Linked DNA regions of Triticum aestivum: region 2 is linked to region 1. A link is a contact called in public Hi-C data. All regions are on one chromosome and are shown on one strand. Each heading gives the region's core, a stretch centred on a gene start, on an enhancer-like site or on the middle of the called end of the contact. The rest is flanking DNA. Distances are from core to core; before and after follow the strand shown. Region 1 holds the start of LOC123046664 (putative ABC transporter C family member 15). Region 2 has its middle 50 kb from the start of LOC123046664.

What was found. A called contact is a pair of places that touch in the nucleus more often than the background predicts.
Region 2: a contact with region 1 is called in a Hi-C map of leaf, with 3 times the contacts expected there. The contact joins the enhancer-like site here to the promoter of LOC123046664 in region 1. A contact is called at or near these places in 2 of 5 Hi-C or Micro-C datasets (both in leaf).

What each region holds. Positions count from the first base shown.
Region 1 is chr2B:677,437,482-677,444,504 of IWGSC CS RefSeq v2.1, reverse strand. LOC123046664 (putative ABC transporter C family member 15) reads left to right here and starts at 1,256. Exons shown (of 11, transcript XM_044470068.1): 1 at 1,256-1,586; 2 at 2,567-4,929; 3 at 5,090-5,176; 4 at 5,273-5,938; 5 at 6,028-6,192; 6 at 6,356-6,650; 7 at 6,849-7,023. The coding sequence starts at 1,256. It overlaps LOC123046665 (a long non-coding RNA gene), which reads right to left and starts at 3,126. Exons shown (of 3, transcript XR_006422499.1): 1 at 2,897-3,126; 2 at 2,587-2,731; 3 at 1,582-1,748.
Region 2 is chr2B:677,489,780-677,496,104 of IWGSC CS RefSeq v2.1, reverse strand. No RefSeq gene overlaps it. Among protein-coding and RNA genes, the nearest start is that of LOC123046664, 50 kb to the right of the region's middle. Within about 2 kb of position 2,279, at least 7 of the 8 cell types and tissues checked have an H3K27ac peak or open chromatin away from gene starts, as enhancers often do. A contact at or near this core is called in leaf, where this site is marked.

The DNA of each region.
Region 1 (7,023 bases), core at 7-2,506:
ATAGAGCAGACGTGACCATCCATCCAGCGCGAGCACGTCGGATGGCCGGCCGGTCCGTCGGCCACGCGGAATAGAAAACGACGACGACGGCGTAAAGCCTGGCCGAGCCCACGCAGCTTTGCCATGCTCGCTAGTGCGCCGTCGCCATCCTGCGTCGCATATAACCTGCCACGTAGCATTCACGTTCGTTTCCACCCGCTTGTCTGGCACGCGTAGCACCGGCGGTAAAGCCCTCCCTCGCTCGGTTCCGCTTTAAGAATCCGAGTCGACCGGTCACGGCCAAGACCTCGTCATTTACCACTTGCCGCAGCTTGGCGCGCCATACGTTTGCGTTGTTAGGTGACGGCGTGGAGCAGCATGTGGTTGGATTGAGTATATTTATAGTATTTGATGCGCAACCTTTTCTATCTGATTGGTTAATTAATTTTGAAGCCAACCCTTTCTCTGCTCAAGTTTCGTCGCACTCTCCGGCCTCTAGCTACCTCTGCACGGCGGCCATGCCATATGATGCAGGCGAGTTATAACAAAACCGGCATAGCTTTTCGCCGCGACTGCACGGCACGGCACCACGTGAGGTCCTTCTCTCCCGTGAGCACTCCAGACAAATATAAATGTACTTCCGTGCTCAGATTTTCTGGCGCCGTTGCCGTTTCGCGCGTCGATCCATAGCATATGCGGCCGTGCTGCCGGATCAAAACAAGGAGAGCAGCAGCGACGGGGAATATATAGGGGCGATTTGTGTGTCATCACTACTAATCTAAGCGCTGTCCTTGGTCTCTTGTCTTGTGTGGTTAAGGCTGTTCTGCACGTACCTGTTGCGATGGCTACGGCTGCCGTTTGATCGCGTTAACCTTGCCTAGCCGTCCAGTGCGCCGCTGCGCATTGGACGGAAAGCTAGTGATGATGTGCGCCTTCACTTGAATCACAAGGGATGGGATGGAATGGAACTACTGATAATATAACTTGTGTGAGTTGTGGAAAGGGTACCTATATCAGGCATAATATTCGCTTTACCAAACACTGATTCAAATCATCTATCACAAGGAACTCTGTTCGGTAGGAATGTACAGTGACACTATTGAGGTGTCGAAAAACGTCTTACGTTATGGGACGGAAAGAGTACAAATATACTAAAATCTGCACAATTCAGTTGAATAGCCACCGCACCCTAAGCAGTTTGCCATACCAAATTGATGATTCTCCTTACCAAGCAAGCACCAAATCGATACGACATGGACATGCATGCAGATCCACTATGCATGGTGCACCAGACCAGAGCAGCCGGGTGAAAACCGCACCGCATTTCTTTTCTGTCACGGCGAGGCGTGCTCTGCATTACACGCCAAAGCTGCGGCCATCAGGGCCAAGGGTCTCTCCGCCTCCTCCGTATATCACCGTCGCCACCTCTCCCTCCCTCCCTCCCTCCCTCGTTCCCTTCTCTCCCTCTCTCTCTCTCTCACTCGCATTTGCCACAGACCCTCACTGCGCCATGGACGAAGGAGGAGGGAGCCTGCACTCGCCTCCTCTCGCGAGGGCGCACGAGATGTTCCTCCTCCGCGCCGCGGCTTTGCTCGGCGATTCGCCAAGTAAGTCTTGATCCATTCCCCATCCCGCCTGCATGCACACGGCGGGTTCATCCATCCATGCGTCCGATTCTCCTCCTCTCCTCGAGTCCGATTGCACTGCATGGCTTTCCTCAGCCCCCGCTCCTTTGGTATTGCTTTTCTGGGCCTGCAAACCAATGGATTCTGCAAGAAATTTCGAGTCTTATTAGTAAGGGTTTGTTTGTTTGGTTTTTTGTGTTCCAACGAGGGTATAACTGCAGAAGAATGTGCATACAAACATGGCAGCATCTGTAGCCCGTAATTTAGTTAGCACCCTGTGGTTTTGTGGAATGCCTTCATTTATTTATATAACTAAGTGAGGCTCAATTTTACTTCCCGGGAAAAAAATCGCTGCATTAGTTAATTTCCTCCCTACAGAAATGTTTGGCCGGGCCAATCAACTTGTATGTTCAAAACATGCTCCTCAAAGGAAATCTTGCAAACTGGAGCGATAACAGTCAGGTCAAGGGCAATGATATATCAGCTTTCGGTTTTACTCCTAACATCTCTGCAAAAACATGATATCACTCTGACTAACAAACACTCCTATGCAACTTTCTAAAAGAAACCAAGGATGATAGTACATCTTTTCTAGACCTTTTTGCCCCTGCCACTATCAGTCTCCTTTAACATGACATTTATACTGACATTAAGGAATAAGGAATATTCATGTCAATAAGTAAGTGGAATAATAGAAGAATATACTATGTTTTTTTTAATCTTGTGGGGTTCCACTGTTGCTGGTAGAACTAGCTTGGAGAAAATTTATCAACAAATTCAGGGGATTCCAGTTTTCCTTAAAAGGATGGGATTCCAGTTTTCGTAAAAAAGAACATGTTGTTTGTTGTTTTCTTGAACATTCATGACATAACTGCAGCTACTATGTTATATTCATAATAAAAGTTGGATAACTTATTCTGTTGTCGATTCCTGACACACAAATTTGATATACAACCTTGCAGGTTCCATTGTATCACAATACCTGCGACAATGGCCAGAAGTATATTCCCCTTGTTTCTGGACTAGCACTTTTGTATTGATACAACTTGTATTTATCACGAGCATCGTGGCTCAGTATCTGTTCAAGAGAATCAGATGGTGCAGGCAGAGGTTGAAGACCACAACTCCTGAAAGCAATAAGCATTCTAATCAGGAACAACAGAATGCAGACATAAAGCTGGGCTTCTCATATCAAGCAAGCAAAGTCTGCTGCCTGCTTATATTAGCCACTCATGTCCCGAGGATATTCTTTCTGCAGTTACAAGGAAGAATAAGTGGTTGCAAGTACCCACCTTTTGTTCTGGGTGAAGGCATACAGGTGCTCTCCTGGGTAATATTGTCACTAGCAGTATTCAGTCTACAGAAGACAAAATCTGCAAAGCATCCGCTCATTATTCGGGCATGGTTGATACTTAGCTTTCTGCAATCAATAATCAGTGTGATATTTGATCTCAGGTTCAGCTTATCAGATCATGGATATATGGGGTTTGCAGAACTGATTGACCTGTTCACACTTGTTATCTGCACTTACCTGTTTGCAGTTTCTGTCAGAGGAAAAACAGGAATCACCTCAATAAACAGCGGCATAACAGAGCCACTGTTGAGTCCATCTGCAGGGCAGCAGGCAGAAACTAAAAGGACATGTCTGTATGGCAGGGCAAGCGTTCTGGACCTCGTCACGTTCTCCTGGATGGGTCCTCTATTTGCTACCGGATATAAGAAACCTCTAGATAAGAATGATGTGCCAGATATTGATGAAAGGGACTATGCCGATTTGCTCTCTCATTCATTTAAGAGGATCCTAGCAGATGTTGAACGCAGGCATGGTTTGAGTACTTTATCAATCTATAGAGCAATGTTCCTATTTATTAGAAGAAAAGCAATAATTAATGCAGTATTTGCAATTCTGTGTGCATGTGCATCCTATGTTGGACCATCACTGATTAATGACTTGGTGAGATTCCTCGGGGGAGAGAGGAAGTATGGACTGAAAAAAGGTTATATTCTTGCTGCTGCATTTTTAAGTGCCAAAGTTGTGGAGACAGTAGCTCAGAGGCAGTGGATTTTTGGTGCTCGACGGCTCGGGATGCGGCTACGAGCTGCTTTGATATCCCACATCTATCAAAAGGGGCTCCGGTTATCCTGCAGTGCAAGGCAGAAGCATACCAGTGGAGAGATCATAAACTACATGAGTGTAGATATACAGAGGATAACCGATGTTATATGGTACACAAACTACATTTGGATGTTACCCATACAGCTTTCTCTAGCAGTCTATGTTCTCTATCTAAACCTAGGGGCTGGAGCATGGGCTGGTTTAGCAGCAACACTGGCAATAATGGCTTGCAATATTCCTCTGACCAGACTGCAGAAAAGGTTGCAATCAGAGATCATGGCTGCTAAAGACAACAGAATGAAGGCAACAACGGAAGTACTTAGAAGCATGAAAATACTGAAACTTCAAGCATGGGATACAGAGTACCTTCAAAAGCTAGAAGCTTTGCGAAGGGAGGAGCACAATTGGTTGTGGAAATCTGTGAGGTTGACAGCTTTCACAACATTCATATTTTGGGGGTCCCCTGCATTCATATCCTCCATAACATTCGGTACATGTATATTGATGGGGATTCCTCTAACAGCTGGTACTGTTCTGTCTGCTCTTGCAACGTTCCGGATGCTACAAGATCCAATCTTCACACTTCCCGATTTACTTTCGGTGTTTGCCCAGGGAAAAGTTTCAGCTGATCGAGTAGCACAATACCTCCAGGAAGAAGAATTGAAAGACGACGCAATTACAGAAGTACCAAGGCGTGACACAGACTATGATGTGGAGATTGATCATGGAGCATTCAGTTGGGAACTTGAAACCACATCTCCAACTATAACAGATGTAAATTTAAAAGTAAAGAGAGGGATGAAAGTAGCAATCTGTGGAATGGTCGGCTCTGGGAAATCCAGTCTACTATCATGCATACTTGGGGAGATGCCTAAGCTAGCCGGGGCTGTGAGGGTCAGTGGGAGCAGAGCATATGTTCCTCAGACTGCCTGGATCCTGTCTGGGAACATCAGAGACAACATTCTATTTGGAAACCCATATGACAAGGAAAAATACCAAAAGATAATACAAGCTTGTGCATTGACTAAAGATCTTGAGCTATTTGCAAATGGTGACTTGACAGAGATTGGAGAAAGAGGAATTAACATGAGTGGTGGACAGAAGCAGCGGATTCAGATTGCAAGGTCAGTGTACGAGGATGCAGATATATACCTCTTTGATGACCCCTTCAGTGCAGTAGATGCTCACACTGGGGCCCAACTTTTCAAGGTTTGTTTATTTAGTGTTCATAAACCCATAAACGTGTTTAGAATTTAGTCGCATATGATTCGAACATGATAAATATCACTACTTTTCCTTAATATTCAACGGTTTAGAGACATCAGTCTGCATAAATGCTAACAGAATGAACTACTATATTATTATACAGGATTGCCTGATGGGGATGCTTAAAGACAAAACAATATTGTATGTGACCCATCAAGTTGAATTTCTTCCAGCTGCAGACCTTATACTAGTAAGTATATAAAAAAATGCTTTTGTTCATAATAATACATGTATGTTCGTGTTGTTAAGAATATCTAAAATAACCAAAGCGGGTACAAAATAATAGGTGATGCAGGATGGGAAGATTGTGCAGAAAGGAAGATTTGATGATCTTCTTAAACAGAACATAGGATTTGAAGCCATAGTCGGAGCCCATAGTCAGGCAATTGACTCTGTTATAAATGCCGAGAGTTCTAGCAGAATTTTGTCAACAGAGAGCCAAAAGTTAGCAGATAGTGATGATGAGTTTGAGAGAGAAAACGACACTGATGATCAAGTTCAGGGCATAATTAAGCAAGAGTCTGAACACGATGTCTCGCAAGGTGTCAATGAAAAAGGAAGGCTGACACAAGAGGAAGAACGAGAAAAGGGAGGAATTGGCAAGACGGTCTACTGGGCATACCTGACGGCTGTTCATGGTGGCGCATTAGCACCAGTAATAGTGGCGGCACAGTCATTCTTCCAAATATTCCAGGTAGCAAGCAACTATTGGATGGCATGGGCGTGTCCTCCAACATCTGCAACCACTCCAAGGGTTGGATTAGGCCTTCTTTTGTCTGTATACATAATGCTATCTATAGGAAGTGCACTATGTGTTTTTGGTCGGTCTATACTTGTGTCACTTGTTGGCCTGTTAACAGCAGAGAAGTTCTTCAAGAATATGCTCCATTGCATTCTCCGAGCTCCCATGTCCTTCTTTGATTCCACGCCCACTGGCAGGATCCTAAACAGGGTTGGTGTTCAATTACTCCTCACATCATTTTGTACTGCCTTGTTCCCACGCACCTTAAAATTAATAACTGTAACTGTACATTGTAACAGGTCTCCAGTGACCAAAGTGTTTTAGATCTGGAAATAGCAAGCAAGCTTGGTTGGTGCGCGTTTTCAGTTATACAAATTCTGGGGACCATTGGGGTTATGTCACAGGTTGCGTGGCCAGTTTTCGCCATCTTTATTCCAGTGACAGCAATCTGTTATGCGTTTCAAGTAAGAGCTCCCCACTATGATATGTTTGCACTAGATTTAACTTGTCCTTGTACAACTTATGCACCAAGTTACTTCCATACACGATGAATTCCAGGAAGCCATTTCCTCCTTGATAGATTCCTTTAACAAATCACTGAATCGAATATTTCCCTGTGACATGCAGAGGTACTACATACCAACAGCAAGAGAGCTGGCTCGTCTGTCACAAATTCAAAGGGCTCCAATCCTCCACCATTTCGCAGAATCACTTACAGGAGCAGCAAGTATTAGAGCATATGGGCAGAAAGACCGTTTCAGCAAAGCAAACATCAGTCTTGTTAACAACCACTCACGACCATGGTTCCATAACATCTCAGCTGTGGAGTGGCTTTGCTTCAGGCTAAACATGCTATCTAACTTTGTCTTTGCCTTTTCTTTGACTCTGTTGGTGAGCCTTCCCGAAGGTTTCATAAATCCGAGTAAGTTTTTCATGCAGAAAAATTATACTCCCTCCGTCTCAAAATAAGTGACTCGACTTTGTACTAACTTTGTACTAAAGCTAGTACAAAGTTGAGTCACTTATTTTGGGACGGAGGGAGTAGTTGATTCATTTTTGCAGTCTATACTCTGATCACTAATTTTCGGTGGCTGCAAAACTGACATAATTGTATGTACAGGCATCGCTGGACTTGCAGTGACTTATGCACTGAACCTCAATGGGCAGTTGTCATCTATAACCTGGAACATTTGCAACACAGAGAATAAAATGATTTCAGTTGAAAGAATAATGCAGTACTCAAGGATCCCTAGTGAGGCTCCTCTAATAGTTGATGATCACCGCCCCCCAAACAG
Region 2 (6,325 bases), core at 1,030-3,529, 51 kb before region 1:
TAGTTTTTGTCCCTCATGCCGCTTCGGGCGGTTTTAGTCCGGGATGAACAGTAAATCGGTGAACAGTAAAATCGAAAAAATTAGCAAAAAAAACTGAAATTTTACAGCATCTAATACTCTGGTGCCCAAGACCCGTGCAAAATTTCGTGTTATTTCGACATTCGAGCAGCTCGTGGGAAACAAAAAACTGTAAATATGTACATCGGTGAATATTAAATTCAAAAACATAGCAAAAAACATGAAACTTTTTGGCATCAAAGATGCTCAGGTACGCAAGATGCGTGCAAAAATTCGTGATCAAATGACATACGAGGAGCTCTAGCCAAAAAAAAAATAGCGAACTTTAAAAAAATTTGAGCCAAATTTTATTTTTTTGTCACGAGTTCGTACAATGCCCAAACACCACGAAAATTTGCACGCACGTTGCGCACCCAAGCCTCTTTGATGCCAAAAAAACTCATATTGTTTTGAATTTTTTTGCTATTTTGTTTTGAATTTACTGTTCACTGACGTACATATTTATAGTTTTTTGTTTGCCACGAGCTGCTCGAATGTCGGAGCACCACAAAATTTGCACGTGTCTTGCGCACCAAAGAATCTTCGATGCTATAAAATTTTATATTTTTTTATTTTGTTGCTATTTTTTTCGATTTTACTGTTCACCGATTTAGTGTTCATCCCAGACTAGAACCGCCCGAAGCGGCACGAGGGACGAAAACTATCCGGTTTTGATAGTTGAGGGACGAAAACTCTCCGGTTTAGAGTTGAGAGACGATTTCTAAACTCTCCAAAGAGTTCAAGGACGAAAAATATACTTATCCTTTAATATTTGGACGGAATTTACGGGGACATGGATTTTTTTACATAACAAAAAGTAAAACTATCCTAGTCTACACGACTTTGTTGGACATATGGATGTCCATGCTCCACATCCTTCTCTTTGTCGTCTGCCTCTGGCCGTGGGAGGCCGTCACATATTGGCTAAGGACTATTGTTAAAAACACATATTTTGCTTATTTGTGAGTTTGTAACTGACTACCATTGGCCTATGCATATATATGCTGCTGGTCCTATAACATATACTTCTTGAAAAGTACGCAACCAATTAATTCATTCAGGAAAGATTAATGGCTACAAAGGAAAGCTCTTCCTCCAGGTTATTAACAATGTAGAGTAACTTGAAACAGGAACCGAATTTATGAAAGGAAAAAAAACATGGTAGCTATCACCTGGCCAATGCAACAAAACACAAATGTGCAAACAGACCATGGATTCAGTTTATGGTTTCCTCTATCTCTTCAAATTTTCAAATCAGCAAAATAAAAAGAAAAAAAAAACTATGATCTTGGCTGATTTTGGCACTGACCGTTACCTCATGTATAATTAGGGTTGCAACATGAGTTTCATGTGTAGTAGCACTTGTGTGGTTAATTTTTTTTTGCAGTGAGTCGAAGCAAAGTGGATAAAATACATTAAAAAAAAGCTATGTGGATTAATACTGCTTTTACTTTCTAATTTATGTACGGTAAAGCAAAGATGGGATTTACATCACAAAATATGTATTTTCAGTTATGTACGCTAAAGTAAAAACATGTTTTCTTCCGACAATAATCCATATCCAATATTAATTAGATGCTCTTTGTTATTGGGGAAAAACAAAGAAAAAAAAAGAATTGCCAGATTGCCACTCTCAAGAATCGAACCCAGCACCTCTTCTAGTTTTTTTTTTTGAGAATCACACCTTCTAGCATTAAGGTTCGTTCAGAACGTATGCATGTCAAAAGAAAAAAAAGAGAACGTATGCATGTCAAAAAAAAATCATAACGTATGCCATCTAATGGGCCGTGAGTACAGATTTTATGCAGACGTCGTTTTCACGGCGAGAAGGAACGGCGCTTACTGTGCCGTGGGTCCGGACCAGAGTCCTTAATATGTATGGCGTTGCGTACAGCATTATACCACGTTCAATGCGAGCCCAGTCTCCCATCCCAACGAGAACGAGCGCGCAACGATAACATGTGCAGCGAGGACGAGCACTCCTATGGATTTTCGGTATAGGACACTCGTTTGTCACGACGTGAAGCATACTCGTACACGCAGAGAGACGCACGTGTACGTACGTACGTATCGTACGGTGCGATCTGCAGTGCAGTTATCTGTTGTCGCATGCTAGCCGGCCCATGCCTAGCTGCATAAAGTTTGGGCGGTGACACTGATGGGTGCATGCATATGCGCCGTCGCTTCGTTTGGCCAGGTCGTTGTCAGGTGAGCACTGCTACATGGACGATGGTTGGCGGCCGATTCCTGCACGACAAAATATTGCAGCCATGTATTCCTTTTGTTCAGTGGGTTGCAGCCGTCGATAATGAGTGTCGTGCATGCAGCGTCCGCCAACCATCGTGTGTACAGTATTTCCGTTGTCAGGTATATCGCGCCCACGCCGCGGGATCATCTCAGGCCAACTCAACCCCGAAACTGCTATGCAGACGACACTACACCGAGCCTAAGGCCAACTCCATTGCGCGACCCCAAACAGACATCCGCTTTGCCCGGATTCTGTCCGTTTGGATAGGGCGATGAGTCATGTCCGGGCCTGTTCTGTAATGCGGTGGTCGTGCGCCCAGCGCGCGGCCGCATCCTTTGGCCTCATCTTGTCCGCCTCCATATTAAAAAGAGAACAACATTTCAAATATCAGCGGCCCTAGTTCACGCCGGCAACAGAGCCAACGGCCTGCATGTCCTTGCCGGCAAAATGAATAGTTTTATTCGCCGGCAACACAGACAGCCTTCAAAATGAATCTGTTTCTCACCGGCACACAGCCAACGGCCTAGCAGGCGACACCCATGCCAGCCTCCAAAAAGAACGGTCACGGCCGATCGGACGACCTAGTTTAGGCCGTCGGCGCCGAACATCTCCTTCTGCCTGGCCTCAAACCAGCTCCTCGTCTTCTCGCTCACCTTGGTCAAGTCCATGCTAATGATTGCAAGGGCCACCTCCTTTACTTTGGTTGCGGCATTGGTGGCCTCGATGTCGAGCTGCCTCTGCCTGGCCTTGACATTGGTGGCCTCGATGTTGAGCTGCCTTTGCCGGGACGCCTCCTCCATGTCGATCTTCCTCTTCTTGGCCGCCTCCTCCATCTCAAGCTTCTTCCTTTGAAGCTCTAGGTATTGCTTCGTTTGCTCGTCCTTGCTTTGCCACTTCTTCTCGTCCCTCACATCCTTTTGAGACATCATGCCATGCAAAGTCTCATGCAGGGCCATGGATGAGGCATCACGTATGTCGTCCACCTTGGAGTTGTTCTTGCCCCTCGGCCTCTTCAACGCCTCGCCATCTTCACCTCCGGCGAACTTGGTCGTCTTCTTGCCTCTTTTCCTTTGAAGTTCACGGTATTGATCCATGAACTTAGGACAATTGTTGATGATCGTCCAACAATGCGTAAGGGTGAATGGCTTGTCATTACGTCGAGCCTTGAATGCTTCCAAACATTGAAATGCCTACACCACATGATCAACAAGAACCGGACATGCAAACATATACAAGGCCGAAGTCTCATGGCCGTAGCAAGGAAAGGACTAGGATGAGGAGAGCATACCATGTCCCCAACGCCGAGATCACTCACGGGTCGTGCTTCAACGCTCTCAAATGCGGCGCAATACTTGTTGCACTCTTGTTGGATGAACAACCACCTCTTTTGAATCGAGGTGATGCCACGGTTGCTTGTAATTTGGTAGGTCTCAAACATCTTCCTTTCATGGAAAGTTTTGTGGACTCTCGTCCAAAAAACTAGGCCCTTTTGTTGCGCGCCCGTCCTCGGATCTTAGCTAATCTCTATCCAACATTGGCAAATCAACTTGTCCTCCTCTTGTGTATATGAACCTGTGCGAATGCTTTTCCTCCACTTTTGTGCTTTCGCACTTCGGGTGAGCTCATCGATGAATAATGGCTCGCCACTAATATCAATGTCATTGCCTTCTTATTCATCACCATCACCTTCGCAATAGATGTCATTGTCTTCATGCCACGAGTCACCATGGTCGTAGTCAGCACGGTCGTCGGCCTCTTCATCGGCAACGTATTGGGCGCGGCCATCCTGACTTTGGGTCTCCTCGGGATCGTAGGCAGGGCCATGCCACCGTTGTAGATCACATCCTCCATGAACTGATTGTAGAAGGGGTCATCGACCGGCAGCGTTGCTGTTGGCTGAAAGTGCGTTATATCGACTAGAGAGGGGTGAATAGGCGATTTTTATGAATTCTTCACTGAGGAATTTGCTGGTGAGGAAATTCCTAAATGAAGAACTACTTGCAGCGGAATAAGTACTCAAAAGTAAACATGGTAGAACACAAGCATAGTCATCATGATGAAATGAAGACAAGCATAAAGTATAGAAAGAGTAAGCACAGGATAACACACGATGAAGACAAATAGACTAAAGAAATTGAACTGAGGAAATTGAGAAAGTCTTCAGTCAAAGTCTTCAAACAGATATGAACAAGCACTCACAACAGAATTGAGGAAATGAAAGAGTTGAGGAAATAGAACCAGTAAGCTTGGTGAAGACAAAGATTTGGTAGACCAGTTCCAACTGCTGTCTCAGTTGTACATCTGGTTGGAGCGGCTGAGTATTTAAACTCGAGGACACACAGTCCTGCACACACAGTCCTCATCATATTCTCCTTGAGCTAAAGTCACACAGACCTCACCCAATCACTCGTGGTAAGTCTTCAGGTGACTTCCGAACTTTCACAAACTCGGTCACTCGGCAATCCACAATTCCTCTTGGATGCTCTAAACCTTGACGCCTAACCGTCTGGAAGAAGCATAGTCTTCAAAGGTAACAAGCGTCGGATCCACGCAGGATCAATCTCTTCAATGATGCTCAATCACTTTGGGTTTGAAGGTGTTTGGGTTTGGGTTTTCCTCACTTGATGATTTTCGCTCAAAATCCTCGGAGGATGGGATGCTCTCAAATGACAAGTGTCAGTTTCTCTCGGAGCAGCCAACCAGCTAGTGGTTGTAGGGGGCAGCTATTTATAGCTGGGGAGCAGCCCGACATGATAAGGCATAAATGCCCTTCAATGATATGACTGTTAGGTGGGTAGATATTTTGGGACAGCTGGCGCATAGCACAACAACGGTCAAAATTTTGACTCTCAAATTCCTCAGGGCTATCATGTTCCTCACTGTGTAGGCAATCCGCACTAGCGAATTCCTAACTCCTCAGTCAGAACAAATTCCTCAGCAACCAGAAGAACTTTGTCTCTGTTATTGAAGAAATTGACTGAACTGTATGAGATTTCCAATGGCTTCACTCGAAGGGATTGGTAGGTGTAGGATATTGAGTTGAGCATCACATGGAAATTTTTCCTTAGTATTTCCTCGACCCCCTTTAACAGTACGGTGTTTCCTATGACTCAAGAAAGAGAAAATGAAACTACGAAAACAAAAGTCTTCACGCTTCATGTTCCTTGAATGATTGCCAAGTCTTCAAGGTCACACCAATTTCTTCACTTTCAAAGTCTTCATAAAGTCTTCAAAAATCCAAAGTCTTCAGTTGAAGAACTTCATTTTTGGGGGTCGACTTTCTCTGTAAATATCAAACTCCTCATAGACTTATAGACCTGTGTACACTCACAAACGCATCAGTCCCTTAACCTATAAGTCTTCAATACACCAAAATCACTAAGGGGCACTAGATGCACTTAAAATCTCCCCCTTTTTGGTGGTTGATGACAATATAGGTTAAGTTTTCAACGGGATAAACATATGAAGTGTAAATGCTGATATTGTGGAATTTGATTGCAAGATATAGAAGAACTCCCCTGAAGATGTGCATAGTGAGGAATTTGCTTTTGAAGCAATGCACACTTGAAGAGTATAATCATGGAGAACTCCCCCTATATCTTGTAATTCATACACGCATTTGACAATATAATATGAAGAATTTGAAATGCATGATGAAATATGGTGACTGATGTAATTCAGCATGCGTGCATTAACATTAATGAGGAATAAGCATGCAGAAGAACACAAGAAAAGTATCAAGCCACCATAGAGTTTAAGATTACAACTCGATCCTGCAAAGTCATCAAAAGAACGAGAGTTCTAACTTAGAAAAAACGCCCATATAAGATAGACCCGCTTGAAGACTAACTCAAACTTCTCCCCCTTTGTCATCGAATGACCAAAAGGGTTGAAGATGAGGACTAACGCCCCTAAAGAATATCATGATGATGGAGGAGTGCCAGCATTGTTGGGGTCTTGTGTCGTTGTAGGGCCTGCCGCAGTGTCGTCCAAGTCTTCATACTCGTCCATGTCGCGTGA